4 separate regions of the Mus musculus genome follow, and regions 2, 3 and 4 are each linked to region 1. The links are chromatin contacts, called in public Hi-C and HiChIP or PLAC-seq maps. All regions are on one chromosome and are shown on one strand. Each heading gives the region's core, a stretch centred on a gene start, on an enhancer-like site or on the middle of the called end of the contact. The rest is flanking DNA. Distances are from core to core; before and after follow the strand shown. Region 1 has its middle 94 kb from the start of Gm42291. Region 2 overlaps Gm12506 (a long non-coding RNA gene). Region 3 has its middle 130 kb from the start of Gm12511. Region 4 overlaps Gm12506 (a long non-coding RNA gene).

Region 1 (3,488 bases), core at 717-3,216:
GGGTCTGGAAATCAGGGCAAGGCAAGATTCCCACGTACAAAATTAGATCTTGGAAACAGGTTAGTTGTCTTGGACAGACTTAGCACGATGGAATGTTATCACAGTGCTGATCTACACACGGATCTATATGAAACTGAAGTGAAATCGTGCTGTCTTTCTGAGAGAAGCTAGCAGCCTGAGCCAGCAGATTCTGCCATTCATCCTTGCACAAAGGCAAAAATTGAGTTTCTAGAGAGCGTCTAGGACCGACCTTGCTGACACTCCACCCTGGCCCCTTACCCTTTCCATTATGGGTGGAGGGTTAGGCCTTTTGTAACATTTTGTCCAGAGGAGTCTCATCATGTCCCACAGAAAGAGGCCAAGTTCAGGTTTTTCTTTACTGCAGAGACACTTCATTATTCAGTGAGATGAGTGAATCAGCCTGTGACATATTGTTGCATGGCAACAGCAAAGGGCGCATCAGAGGCCGTGTAAACGTCCCTTGCCACCTCTAGGTCATTAATCTGGAGCAACCCATCGGGTCGACGTTTCTCTTTCCATGTGTTGTGCATCAGTCATCAGTCACTTCTGTGGTGAAGAAGGAACACAAAAAATTTTACAACTAGATCGGAGGAGGGGGGGCACATATTTATCTGAAAGATGGCCCGACCCTCAACAACAGTCTTGATGACCTCTGAACATCAATTATTTGCAACATAGGGACATAATGTATCTAGACAATACGATGAAACACCAGGACACTGAATAGCTAAGTCTCAAGTTGAATTAGTGCAGTGCCTTTGTCTTTGTGAAGTTGGATCTACTGGAGTTGTACACAGAAAAGGAGCTCTGCATCTCCTCTTTCTGTCCCATTTTTTAACCAAGCCTTTCTTCACTGTGGTTTTAGCTTCAGGAGAAATTAAACAATGCTAGTTTTAAAGAGACCATAATCTAGGCAAATTCCATTCATCCTTTGTCTCCTTTGATGATCACAGTAATAGGTTAACTCTCCCCTTTCCACATGGAAGGTAGGACAACTCTGTGGAGTTCCCAGTCTCTTTTGGGCCTTTGCAGTAAACTCTCTTCTGTTCAGTTAGACATTGCTTCACTCCTACCTGGAAGAAGCCTTTAGACCCAGACTGTGTGAGCACAAATCCACAAAGGACTTGCCCCAGGTCCTAGAGCCAGCCAGCCTAGAGGTTTAGATTGTAAGGCTCCAGAAACTTCAGGCAGGGCCCCCCTGCCCTTCAGCCCTTTCCTTACACATAAAAAAAAATCAAGGTCAAGAGAACCCTTTCCCAGAGGGTCACACAAACCTTGAGTTTGACAAAGAACCCTCAGAGGCTGCTCTCTTGATGGCATTTCTAACCAGGGCTTTTGTGCGGAGAAGATGGCATTGGAGGGAGCCTGGCATTTCAGGGGCTTAGCTCCTGTTTATCCTTGAATCTTCTTGGAGTCCCTGAGGCTATAATATCCATTTAGAAAGATTAAAGAGGATGTGATCGGGCCAGGACAGAAAGAGAGGTAGGGAGGTAGAGGAAGAAGAAAATAGAATTCTCTAGGACTTAGAATTAAGAGCCTAAGATGCCTCCTGAAGAGGATGCCCTCCTAAAGACACAGTGCTCCTTGGGAAGTCTCCAGCAGGTGAAAGGCTTGGATGGGCCTTTTTTTTTTCCCTCCATGAACTTGGTTTTTCTTTCCCACATTCTCAGGTGTGCTGGGAGGCCCTGGGAAGCCAGCAGACTTTTTCAAAAGACACTTCCACCTCCTAATCTCTTTGCCTACAAACCAAATATTGATCTATTTAGTAAACCAGCCAGTGGAGGAGAGCTTGTATAGCCCTGTTTATTCAGCAGTTGGGCCCCCCTGACAGCTGTTCACTGGGGGATTATGAAGTCACGGCAGTAATTACACTATAAACAGGGGATGGGGGAGAAGAAAGCCAGAAAGTGAACTGTGAGCTCTGTTACCAGGCAACATAAAATATGTAACCGGAAACCCAGCAAGCACGTACATTTCCCTAAAAGCCTCCCAGATGTCCTCACTTTGGGGCCAATGTTCAATTTCAGTTTCGATTTGTTTATTTATCCATCTTCAGATTGAAGACTGGAGCTGAGAATGTTGGAAGAGAAAAGAAACGAATCGAAACAAAACAACAAAACAAAACAAACTGCAGGGGAGAGTAGAGTTGAGCATTCCACCCAGTGTCCCAGCCTACAGGAGAAGGCTGAGGCCCCAGGTCCCTGCTATAGCAAGCTGTAGAGATCAGTGCACAAGGAGGTGGCTAACCCAGGCTTCTTCAGCTAAGACAGCTACAGGATAAGCAGCAAGGGAGAGAGAAGAACAGAAAAGGAGAGAGTGAGAATAAGGAAATAGAAACTGGAACCCACATAAAAGAAACCCTGGAGTCCCCTCGGCCACAGCCCCACCTAGTGGTTGCCCCATGTCGTCATAGACTCTAGTCCCTAAGGCATCCAGCAGCCCTGACTTTGTTCCAGTAGCTTTATCAGAACATGCTAATGCTAAGCTCACATCAGGTTCCCTGTTCTCAACACTTCTCCAAGCCTGTTTATTAAGATTCTAAGTTCAGAAGTGGATGCTCACGGTCAGCTATTGGATGGGTCACACGGCCCCCAATGGAGGAGCTAGAGAAAGTACCCAAGGAGCTAAAGGGAACTGCAACCCTATAGGTGGAACAACATTATGAACTAACCAGTACCCCGGAGCTTTTGTCTCTAGCTGCATATGTATCAAAAGATGGCCTAGTCAGCCATCACTGGAAAGAGAGGCCCTTTGGACTTGCAAACTTTATATGCCCCAGTACAGGGGAACGCCAGGGCCAAAATTGGGGGGGGGTTGGTATGGGGGACTTTTGGGATAGCATTGGAAATGTAAACAAGGAAAATACCTAATAAAAACAGAGAAAAAAAAGATTCTAAGGATCTGGAAAAGGACTTCAGAGTCCCATCAAGATTTGTAGCAAAGACCAGGATGACCTGTGTTTAAATTGGCCTGGCTTCTTCCAGTGCTCTACATGAATCTTGTTGTTTCTCCATGTTCCACGTGGAGCATGCACGCCCACACATAGACACACATTGGTCCCCACCTGGAAGAACACTTCTGTTGAGTCCTGTATTGTAAGCTAAACATTAACAGATTGGGAATATTCAATCTGGACAAGCTTTATCTAAAACAGAACAACAACACAATCAACATGACATGAACCACATTGGTGCTGTCTGTCAAGAATGCTGTCCACCAGTATTTTCAGACAGGATAGCTCAATAACCTGGAATTTACCAGATAGGTAAACTGGCTGACCAGCAAGTCCCAGGAATCTATCACTGCTGCTTCCCCTTTGCTGGGGTTACAAAGAAACAACCATGGCCATGTGGGGTCTGGGGATCAAACGCAGGACCTCATGTTTTGCTTTATAAACACTGTATCTCCCCCGCTCCCGAGAGTCTGGTATTTTTAGCAGAATTAACCACCTCTCCCAACTCTAGTCC
Region 2 (3,133 bases), core at 423-2,922, 640 kb before region 1:
GCAGTGGCAAATAGCATATCTACATGGCAAGTTCTAGGCCAGAACTACATGGTGAGATCTTGTCTGCAAACAAATAATCAAAAACAGTCTCCCCAAACCAAAACCAATCAAAATAAAAAGTGAAAAAGAGTAGGAGGCCCTGGTTTCAACTCCCAGAACTCCTAACACACACCAATACACACAGAAAAAATTTGAATTCACAAAAATCTATAGATTATAGGGGTGCAGAAAATTTAATCAATAATCCCTAGCAGGGAATTCATTAATTCATATCCACTTAGTAAGCGTGGAGTAAGTGTCTACCAGAGTACACATGAGGCTGTTGGTGCCTAGAAGGGTACATACATGTACACACACACACACACACACACACACACACACACACACACACGCACGCACACACAGATATACACACAGATACACACAGAAATACACAGATACAGACACACACATAGAGATTCACACAGACACACACAGATAAATACAGGAACATAAATACACAGATACATAGATACAGACTCATACAGCCACAGACACTTACACACACACACACACACACACACACACACACACACACACACACACACACACACCCTGCAAATTAGTGGAACAGAGAAGTGGAAAGTGTCTTAAGAAGAATCCTAGAGGGCTTCCTGGAGGAAGATGTGACCTGACTTGTATAATGTCACTCTTTATGGAAAGGTATCAGATAGGGAGTAGAGCACAGAAACAGCTAGGCTTTTCTCTTAGTTAGGGTTTGACTGCTGTGAACAGACACCATGACCAAGGCAAATCCTATAAGACAACATTTAATTGGGGCTGGCTTACAGGTTCAGAGGTTCAGTCTATTATCATCAAGACAGGAACATGGCAGCATCTAGGCAGGCATGATGCAGGAATTGCTGAGAGTTCTACATCTTCATCTGAAGGCTGCTAGCAGAATACTGGCTTCCAGGCAGCTAGGATGAGGGTCTTAAAGGCCACACCCACAGTAATACACCTACTCCGACAGGGTCACACTTTCTAATAGTGCCACTCCCTGGCCCGCATATACAAGCCATCATAGCTTTGTGGCCTTCAGAGAATGGAAAATGTGAGAATTCATTCAGAAGAGACTAGGTAGGAAGGCTGGGACCAGATGACTGTGTTGGGTTTGCTCTCTACAAATAGGGAAGCTACAGAAGACGTTACCAGCTCTGCCTAGAGCTTCTCAAAGCATGGGTACTGCAGGTCACTGGGTCAGCTTATAAAAGGACAGATTCTAATCCCTTGTGGGTAGGATGTGTTGGCAACCTGAATTTCTAACAAACATACTGGTGATGTGGCGGGAGACTTGCTGAGTCTATGGGTACCTGGATTATCCTTGGAGTAGAAAAATACTTTTATTTTAATGAAAAACTTAAAAATGCACTATGCATATAAGTATGTACAAATGTGCATGTGTGCAGAGGCATGAGGCTAACCTTGAGTCTCATCTTCAGGTACTATCCACTCTCTTTCTTTTTGACGTGCTGCCCCTCCTTGACCAATTAGGCTGGACTGACTAGCCAGCTAGCCCTGGGAACCCTCCTGTATCTACCTCCCCATCACCTGGATTACAAGTACCACCATACCGAGTAGTTTTCTGTGAGCTCTGAGGATTGAATCAGATCCCCACACTTGCAAAGGTGACGACTGAGTCATCTCCCGAGTCCAGGAAAGTTTTAAGTAGTTCTTCTTCAAGCCAGTATGGGGGCAGGGATGATTGGGGTTGGGAGTTGTGTGGCTGTTGTCAGGAAAAGCATCAGACAAGGCACAGACTAAGTGTCAGCTATCTAAGAAGACTGTAGCTTCTCCTGTCAGCCCCTACACATGTCACCCTTTGGGTTTTTCTCATCCATAAGAAAACCCAAGGAAGGTGCGGGAGGGCTCAGCTTAGCTCCCATCTCTACAGAGGGCAGCCTTCAGCAACTGCCATCTTGATGCCCATGGGAAATGGTCAGGAGTGACTGTTGTTTGCTCCATCACAGGACGTGAAGTGATTCTGAGAGCAGAAAATATGACTGCCTTCCATGCTGTGGTAAAGGCTGAAAACCACAAACACAGTCTCCTAGGCTGTGACCAGCTGCCCCAGCGGTTTCTGTGACTGTTGGTGAAGTCTTCATTCTTGTCATCTGTGAGCAGAAGTGTGGTGGCAGTTGCCAGAGGTTGGGGGTGGGGTGAGGGGGGGATCATGGGAGAATTTACATTTGAGAAAATTCCATTCATTGACTTAATTATTTCTGGGAATTCAGAAAAGACCACCATGATCCTCCAGCCACGAAAATGCTAGGGCTGGCCTTACAAGTACCGGAATCTTGCAGCAGCAGCTTTTAAGAAACCCTGAACTATGCAAATTTTTAGCCTGAATAGTTTTCTTTTGTATGTGATATTTTGGAAACTTTAAATAGTGCTATGGTATGAGATAGTTCAGGGGCTTCTAATGGAATTCTCTTGGCAGAGTGCTCCCCTAGCAGGTATTAGATGCTGAGTTCCCATCCTATTACCACACTAAGATGGTGTGGTAGTGACACCTATAACCCCAGAACACAGGAGATGGAGGCAGGAGAATCCAAAGTTCAAGGTCATCCTCAAATACTTGTGCAATCTGAGGCCAGCCTGGTCTACACACTGTAAAACAAAACCAACAACAAATCAGACAAAAATAACTAGCTAGTTTTTGTTATAGCCATGTAAAGTAGTTAGCCCAGAGTGAATACAGTCAAAACCAGTAGGGACTTGGCATAATTTCCTGTTTTTAATTTAAAAAATTGAGTCAAGGTCTCAAATATGTAATGTAAATATACACAGGATGGCCTCAAATATGCTATGTAGCCAAGGAAGACCTTGTACCTCAGATGGTCCTTTCTCCTTCTATCAAGGGCTGGGACTTGAGGGATGAACCACCATTCCAATCTGGAATGGAACCCAGAGCTTTGTGCATTGTAGGCAAGCTTTCTCCCAATTGAGCTACAACCCTGGTGCACCACACTTACTGTTTCATATCAGACTTCATCCCTAGATAGTCTTATCTATGTATTTTCCATGCAGTTGCCTATTGCCTTCGTTCTCTGCTTCATGCTTCTTGTCTTTCTCTGCAGTTCCATAGTCCAGC
Region 3 (3,105 bases), core at 389-2,888, 530 kb before region 1:
TTCAGATCTGTGAGGTGTGAGACTTTCAAGTGGAAACAGCCCCGAAGCATCTGTATATGGATAGCAGGCTCATGGGGACATCAGGGCTGGAGACAGAGTGTAAGATGTTGCCAGTGTGAGGCATCTCTAAAGTGTGGGTGTATGGGAAGTTACTGGAAGCAGGTGTTGTTTAACCTCTGCATGCCAATCACACATTGTCTGGTGAACATGGCCACAGCCCAGGGGAATTTTTCTGTGTCTCTATCAACAAGGAGACTGTCAAGCTTCAATGTCAGTGATTTGTATTATAAACAACAGTCATTTCTTTCTTTTATTAGATACTAAACTATAAAATTAAACTTGCTTCTTCAAAGTATATTGATTCTTTTTTCCTTTTCTTCCTCTCCTTTCCTCTCTCTTCTCTCCCACCCTTCCTCCTCTTCTTTATTCTTTATCTTCCCCTTCCTTCCTTCCTTCCTTCCCCCCTCCCTCCCTCCCTCCCTCCCTCCCTCCCTCCCTCCCTCCCTGCCTTCAGATTCTTCCTTTCTTCATGTAGCCCAGGCTAGTCTCAAACTCACTATGTAGTAGTGGCTGGCTTTGAACTCCTGATTCTCTTGCCCCTACCTCTTCAGTGCTGAGATTACATGCTTGGTTTATGCAGTGCTGGGGATTAAATCCTAAGGCTTCAGGGATGCTAGACAAGCACTCTCCCAACTGGACCATACCCTCAGCCTACCCCAGAGACTCTCACAGGGTTCAGAGTTTGTCCCCCCCCCCCCCACTTTTTAAAAAATTCCTTGCCAGAGTCACCAGTTTGTGTGTGTATGTGGTGTGGTTGGTGGAGATAAGATACAGGAATGTAGAAGTGTCCAGGAATGGATTCCAGGGATGCACCAACATTTAAAGGAGGGATGAGAAATCAGATCCTGGAAAAGAAACTTCAGAGCGAGCAGAACTAATGGGACCTCATGGAGAAGAAGGTTTGTGATGAGGGCTGAGGGAAGGCACATGGGCCCCTGGGGTATACAGGTTTGACTAAACATCTAAGGAAGCAGGCTGAGTGAGGGAAGGGATGACTTTCTCACTTCAAGGGAATCTGATTTGATTCTTTCAAGAGTTACCTCACAGTGGGTGTCACTGAATTTCTGAAGCTCCCATTCTTCTGCTGTTTCAAACTGTCCTGAGTTGGGGAGTGGGGGGATGTACCCTAGAATCATTCCACTTTGCCAGAAGCCTTTCCTACAAACAGTGGAGAAACAAGGTAGTCTTCAGAATGAGGCCTGAGGAGCCAGAGGGAGAGGGAAGAGCAGCGAGAGGATGAATCTCCCCTGGGCTGGCTGCCAAGCTGAGGGCATAGCTGCTGTTTCTCAAATGAGAGTCCATTCCACTCCAGCCTGCTTCCTTGTGATGTCCAGTCCCCTTAGGAAAGGCCATGGAAACACAGCTGGGTTTTATCTGCATTTCATCTCCATGACAGAACCTTTTATCTTTTCAGTAAAACAAAGATGACAAAAAGTGGTCCAAACTGCCTATTTTGCATATATGTGTTTTATTAACTTTTTTTTAAAGCTAGGATGTCAAATCAATGCCAAAATGTCACTAAAATCAAACATAGAGTTACCTTCTGCACCCTCCCAGTATCCGGGAACAATTAAGCTTAAGCAAACAAAATTGCCCATGGCTTAAAAATGGAAAATAAATTCTTCTCTACCTTGCCTGAGTGGGGTTTGCAAAGGTTCCTTGCAGAGAATATTGGAGGTAAGACAAGACTTCATGCTCACGTGGCATGTCCCTTAGGGGACAGGGCCTTGGGTGCGTGTGTTGAACTTTACACATGAACATATACAACCATCTTCAAGATTGCCCCGAGTAGTCTATAAGTACGTTTGTTTTCCAAGAGGGGTGCATTCTGATGAGGAGCAGAAAGTACAATGGAGAAAATGTCAAGACAAATTAAATCAAGGAGTGACATAATCCCCAGGGGAGGCAGACGTCAGCTGCATTCCCTGTTTCTTGCTCTACCTTGGAAATCTTTCAGAACTCGTTGGAAAATAAATATGTATGTGATGGAGGAGTGGGCGGATTCAATAGGGACAGCAGGAGACAGGGATCGAGAGGCAAACACACCCTCGGTTGGATTACTAAACTGACTTAAATTTGTAACGCATCCTCCTCTTCGAAAGATAAAAGAAGTAACTCGGAGTCGATTTCTTCTCATTTGCACAGTAGTTTCCCGTGTGATGGGCTCTCGATATCTGCTTGCCAAACATGAAGGGTACAAAGGAAAACAAATGAGGAAATTGCAAATGTGTCCACCTATAAGCAGGATAAGTTCTGTCAGGGTCAAGGGAACTTGTAGGGTTATATAAGACTAAATTGTTGAGCAATTGAAAACCAAGTAGAAAGCCTGTCTGCCTGTGCCAGTCATCAGGTGGGCAGGTTCACACCCATGATTGTATGGAATTCCCTCAGCAGTACTGTGAAGTAAATATTATCTCCATTTCACAGTTGAGGAAGCTAAAGCAGGGGAAGATTAAGCAATTGCTCAGGGTAGTGTACTTAAGAGGTAGCAAAACTGACATTCAGATCTGAGTGTTCGTGGGAGCATCTTTCCCCTCCTCCCCCAGGCCCTGTGATAGACAAGTTGGCGTTCATTTGGGGCCACTCAGAAATTTTCAAGATAGAATATGCAATAAGGAAAGACCCTGAGGTGTTTATAGCTTAAGTGGAGTTTGTCTGGAAGCTTTGAGAGATAGGTGAGGTTTTAAGTATTGATTTTAGATACGTGGATTCCCTGGGTATACTTGGGTGCTTACCATCCTTAAAAAGAAAATTTAAATCAAGCGTGGTAGCTCACATCTATTGTCAGTACTTGGGAGGCTGAGATAGCAGGCTTTCAAGTTCAAAACCAGGTCTACATAGTAAGTGTCATGCAAGCCTGGGAAACACCTCGTCTCAAACAATTATTTAGAGGATTGGAAAGATGATTAAGAGAACTTGTTGTTTTGCCAGAGGACCTAGGTTTAGTTCTCAGCATCCACATCTGTAAGTCCAGGGGATATGAAGCCCTCTTTTGGCCTCTTTGGGTATCAGGCATATGGGTGGTCACATACATACATGCAGGCA
Region 4 (3,476 bases), core at 274-2,773, 600 kb before region 1:
ATCAAGCCTCATGTCTAAAAAAAAGGTTATTCTGCTGCTAAAGAAGGAGGGAGAATGCTGTACTGGCAGAACATAAAGCGATGTGCACCTTTAGACAGTTAACCTCCATATCTACTGTGTCTTCCCTCTCGCATCTTTCTTTTCTGTCCTGAATCCTTCCTAGTCTAGCCACATGTTCCTTTTTTTGGCCTGGATGGCACTTCCTCTTCCCACCCTTCAGCTCCTGAAAGACCCCCTTTCGGAAGCTCCCCTGGCTGTCCAGCCGAATGGCCCTCACCAATAACTTCTACTCCACCCCCTGCCTATTTCTTCATAGCATTACTATAATCTATACTTATCTTAGGTGTCTCTTAATTTACCTTCATTCTTTCCTACTGGTTTGTAAGCCTGTGGGGGGGTTGGAGACCGTGTCTAGCATGTCCCATGCTTTTTCTCCCTAGTGTGTCACACATAGTTTGCAACATGACAGATGCTCATCAAATATGTATGGAGTAAAGAATGAGTGGTTGGATGTTAGTGTTTCCCTTCTTTAGGGGTTGTAATAACTCCCTGGGTTGCATCCAAAGCCACATGCACCTTGTTTATTAGGTGAGTTTTATTTGGCAAATGTTCACTAAGTAACTGCCTTGTCACAGCCCCAGTAGTGAATGATCAGGGTAAATTTAGACCAGGGGGTTTTCAGCCCACAGACCTGGAGTCTCCAGAGATCAACCTGACTTCAGTTTGTTTCTTTCTGTCTTGAACAAGCCAGGGGAGAGCTCTTTCCGTGCTCTGTGTTCTTTTATAGCACACTTCCCTCCCGGGGGATGGGAGAACAGCGAGACTTGGAAGTGAGTGGCATGTGGCTTGGCTCTGGGACCTTCAGGGTCTTTGCCAATGTCACCTTGCCTTGTTGTTGCCAGTAGAATACTCAGCTCTCTGCTGGCTAGGATTCCAAGGCACATCCACTTTGGACTCTCCTCTCTCTCTCTCTCTCTCTCTCTCGCATGTCCTGTTGCTAGTCTTTCTTCCATTGTTATAGAGATGAATGTGTCTGCAGAGTGGGATAGCACCCAAGGCTTGCAAGTGCTAGGCAAGGGGTCTAGAAACTTCTGAACGCTACCTCATGCTCTGTATCATTATTTAGTAGTCAGATCTACAAGTCGATATGATATCCACAAGTGTCAGGATGTTCTAGCCCCAGGGTTAGACTCTGGGTTATGGTGTGAAGATCTCGTCTGAGGCTTCATCAGTGTTGATGTGAGCATAGTCAGGGGAGCAGGGACCCAGGTGAAAAAACCTCTACCTCACTGATTTCAGGTCTTCTCAGTTTATTGTTTATTTACAAGGTGGTGAGGGTCTGGCCTTCAGTGATAATTGTGTGTGTGAGGAACTGGCAGATCATCAACTGTAATTTTTTTTTCAATTAAAAAATTAAAATGTCCTTCAAAGGCCCAGAATTGAAAACACCAGGCATGGAACGCACTAAGCTTCTCACTTGGTCTGGACACAATGGCTAACTTCCTCTTTCCTTCTCCCCAGAGGCCCAGGGTGTTGGGCAACTGCAGGCCAGCCCATTTGACTCTTCCTCATTTGACTAGGCCTAGGGCCGAGAGAGAAGCCTTCTTCCAGGGCCTCCGTGTGAGGAAACTGTGTCCTGTCCTTGATTTCATCATTGTGTGAAGGAAAGGACTCCTCCAAGTATAGTATTGTTCTCTCTCTCTCTTTTTAAATAGTGAAAGGAATTGAACCTTAGGCCTCATGGAAGAGAGGCATGTGCTCTACCACTAAGCGATAGATCTAGCCCTTATCTCTGCTCTTTTGTATACCTCTGTCTGTTCTCGGTCGGTGTAGGCCTCATCTTGTGGTTCAAAATTCAAGAGGCTTTTTTTGTTTGTTTGTTTGTTTGTTTTTGTTTTGTTTTTAAGTCAGGGGCCCTGTTAAATGTCTGGTGAAGACTTGATTGCCTCACTAGCAAAAGGGAGTCCGTGAAGCCACGTGGATGCTTAGTAAATCTCTCTTTAAATCTTTCAAAGCTTTCTATTGTTGTTGAGTGTGTACTCATGCGTGTGGGTGTGAATGTACACATGCCCCGTGCTCATGTAAAGGTCAGAGACCAACTTTCCTTTTACTGTGGGTTCTGGGGATCAAACTCAGGCTGTCAGGCTTGACCTGTTAAGCCATCTCCCTCTCAACACTGCCTCTTGTTTTTTTTTTTTTAAAGGGAAGTATTAGGGCTTACACTTAGAGCCTGATGGATGTGATCTCTATCACTGAGGTACAGCCCCAGCCCCGTAATTATCCTACTAGGGGTGTTTGTTCCATCTCCAAACCTCTCTGAAATCTACATACTGAGGTATTGGTGGGGATGATGATAATGATGATGATGGTGATGACAATGACAGTTTCCTCCTTAGACTGAGCTGTACAGTCAAAGGCAACGAATGCTTTTTTTTTTTTTTACCTCAGCCCTGCCCTTGCCACTCCACTCAATTTTTGAGTACATACTTTGTTTCTTGAGTACACTGCAGACACCTCTCATTTTGCCTCAGGGTGGATGTGCAGCTTTGGACCTTTGGCTCCTGCCGCCATCTTTCTTTTGTTCCTGGCCTGCCATATTTCCCAGCATATCTAGGTTATTCCACCTTAGTCCTTGGCATTATTTGCATGCTTGCCTCGGACTCCAGCTTGTTGGTTTCTGGCAGAACTGATAGACTTCTCGAGTCTCCAGACTGCCTTCTGGCCTTCAGTCCCCGGCCTGGAGTGTTGAGTTGGCTCACCCTGGACTTGGATGTCTCTTGCGGCCCAAACTTGACCGTGTACTTAGTAGTTTGTTTGACCTGGCTAGGCCACACGAGGGGTACCTTGTTCCTCTGCGGATCCCTCTTCCTGAAAGCACAGAGTGATTGATCCCCCTCTCCCTCCTGACAGGTGTCCGGTATATGAGTTGCCTGGGCTTCAGCAGTAAAACAATTTTCTGTGCTATAAACACAGAGCTCACCTGCGAAGGTCAGTGTGCTCAGGGGTGTAGCTGGCAAACACAGCAGCCATTTACAATGGAGCACACCGGATCATAAATTATTTCACAGATAGCACTAGCCCCTTATTTACGGAGGAACTGGGGGAAGGGAAGACTACACACCTACTTCGTATGGTGAGAAAATGAAATTCTGTTTTTTACCCATGGACTTCCTATCATTCTCCCGATAAATTACTTCTTTCTTACCTGCCATTTAACATTGGTTTTTTTTTTTCCCTTTTGGTCGATAGGCCTACGCTGTTTCTTTCCTTCTCTTCCTTCCTTCCTTCCTTCCTTCCTTCCTTCCTTCCTTCCTTCCTTCCTTCCTTCCTTCCTTCCTTCCTTCCTTCCTTCCTTCCTTCCTTTCTTTCTTTCTTTCTTTCTTTCTTTCTTTCTTTCTTTCTTTCTTTCTCATTTGTCAGAATTCTGAACTTTGAGAGGAACTTCTTTGGTCTACATTGTCTGTGTGGAGAGTGTC

Evidence for each region. Hi-C and Micro-C count contacts between places; a contact is called where the count stands out from the background. HiChIP or PLAC-seq counts read pairs in DNA pulled down with a chosen protein or histone mark.
Region 2: an H3K27ac HiChIP or PLAC-seq map of large pre-B cells shows a contact between it and region 1, with 11 times the contacts expected there. The contact joins two enhancer-like sites. A contact is called at or near these places in 1 of 15 datasets of contacts at CTCF or cohesin (large pre-B cells), 2 of 484 Hi-C or Micro-C datasets (bone marrow-derived macrophages and liver) and 2 of 115 datasets of contacts at active chromatin or transcription factors (large pre-B cells and pancreatic cancer cells).
Region 3: a Hi-C map of the N1E-115 cell line shows a contact between it and region 1, with 2.4 times the contacts expected there. The contact joins two enhancer-like sites. A contact is called at or near these places in 1 of 15 datasets of contacts at CTCF or cohesin (large pre-B cells), 3 of 484 Hi-C or Micro-C datasets (the N1E-115 cell line, bone marrow-derived macrophages and epidermal suprabasal cells) and 3 of 115 datasets of contacts at active chromatin or transcription factors (bone marrow-derived macrophages, large pre-B cells and pancreatic cancer cells).
Region 4: a Hi-C map of bone marrow-derived macrophages shows a contact between it and region 1, with 20 read pairs. The contact joins two enhancer-like sites. A contact is called at or near these places in 4 of 484 Hi-C or Micro-C datasets (bone marrow-derived macrophages, embryonic fibroblasts, pancreatic cancer cells and 1 more) and 3 of 115 datasets of contacts at active chromatin or transcription factors (bone marrow-derived macrophages, large pre-B cells and pancreatic cancer cells).

Annotation. Positions count from the first base shown.
Region 1 is chr4:56,220,250-56,223,737 of GRCm38.p6, forward strand. No RefSeq gene overlaps it. Among named protein-coding and RNA genes, the nearest start is that of Gm42291, 94 kb to the right of the region's middle. Within about 2 kb of position 1,967, at least 165 of the 459 cell types and tissues checked have an H3K27ac peak or open chromatin away from gene starts, as enhancers often do. A contact at or near this core is called in the N1E-115 cell line, bone marrow-derived macrophages and uterus, where this site is marked.
Region 2 is chr4:55,584,344-55,587,476 of GRCm38.p6, forward strand. The region is part of intron 1 of Gm12506 (a long non-coding RNA gene); the gene reads left to right. All of the region lies in intron 2 of Gm12511 (a long non-coding RNA gene), which reads left to right. Among named protein-coding and RNA genes, the nearest start is that of Gm12511, 14 kb to the left of the region's middle. Within about 2 kb of position 1,673, at least 28 of the 459 cell types and tissues checked have an H3K27ac peak or open chromatin away from gene starts, as enhancers often do.
Region 3 is chr4:55,695,288-55,698,392 of GRCm38.p6, forward strand. No RefSeq gene overlaps it. Among named protein-coding and RNA genes, the nearest start is that of Gm12511, 130 kb to the left of the region's middle. Within about 2 kb of position 1,639, at least 9 of the 459 cell types and tissues checked have an H3K27ac peak or open chromatin away from gene starts, as enhancers often do. A contact at or near this core is called in the N1E-115 cell line, where this site is marked.
Region 4 is chr4:55,622,003-55,625,478 of GRCm38.p6, forward strand. The region is part of intron 4 of Gm12506 (a long non-coding RNA gene); the gene reads left to right. Among named protein-coding and RNA genes, the nearest start is that of Gm12511, 52 kb to the left of the region's middle. Within about 2 kb of position 1,524, at least 77 of the 459 cell types and tissues checked have an H3K27ac peak or open chromatin away from gene starts, as enhancers often do. A contact at or near this core is called in bone marrow-derived macrophages and uterus, where this site is marked.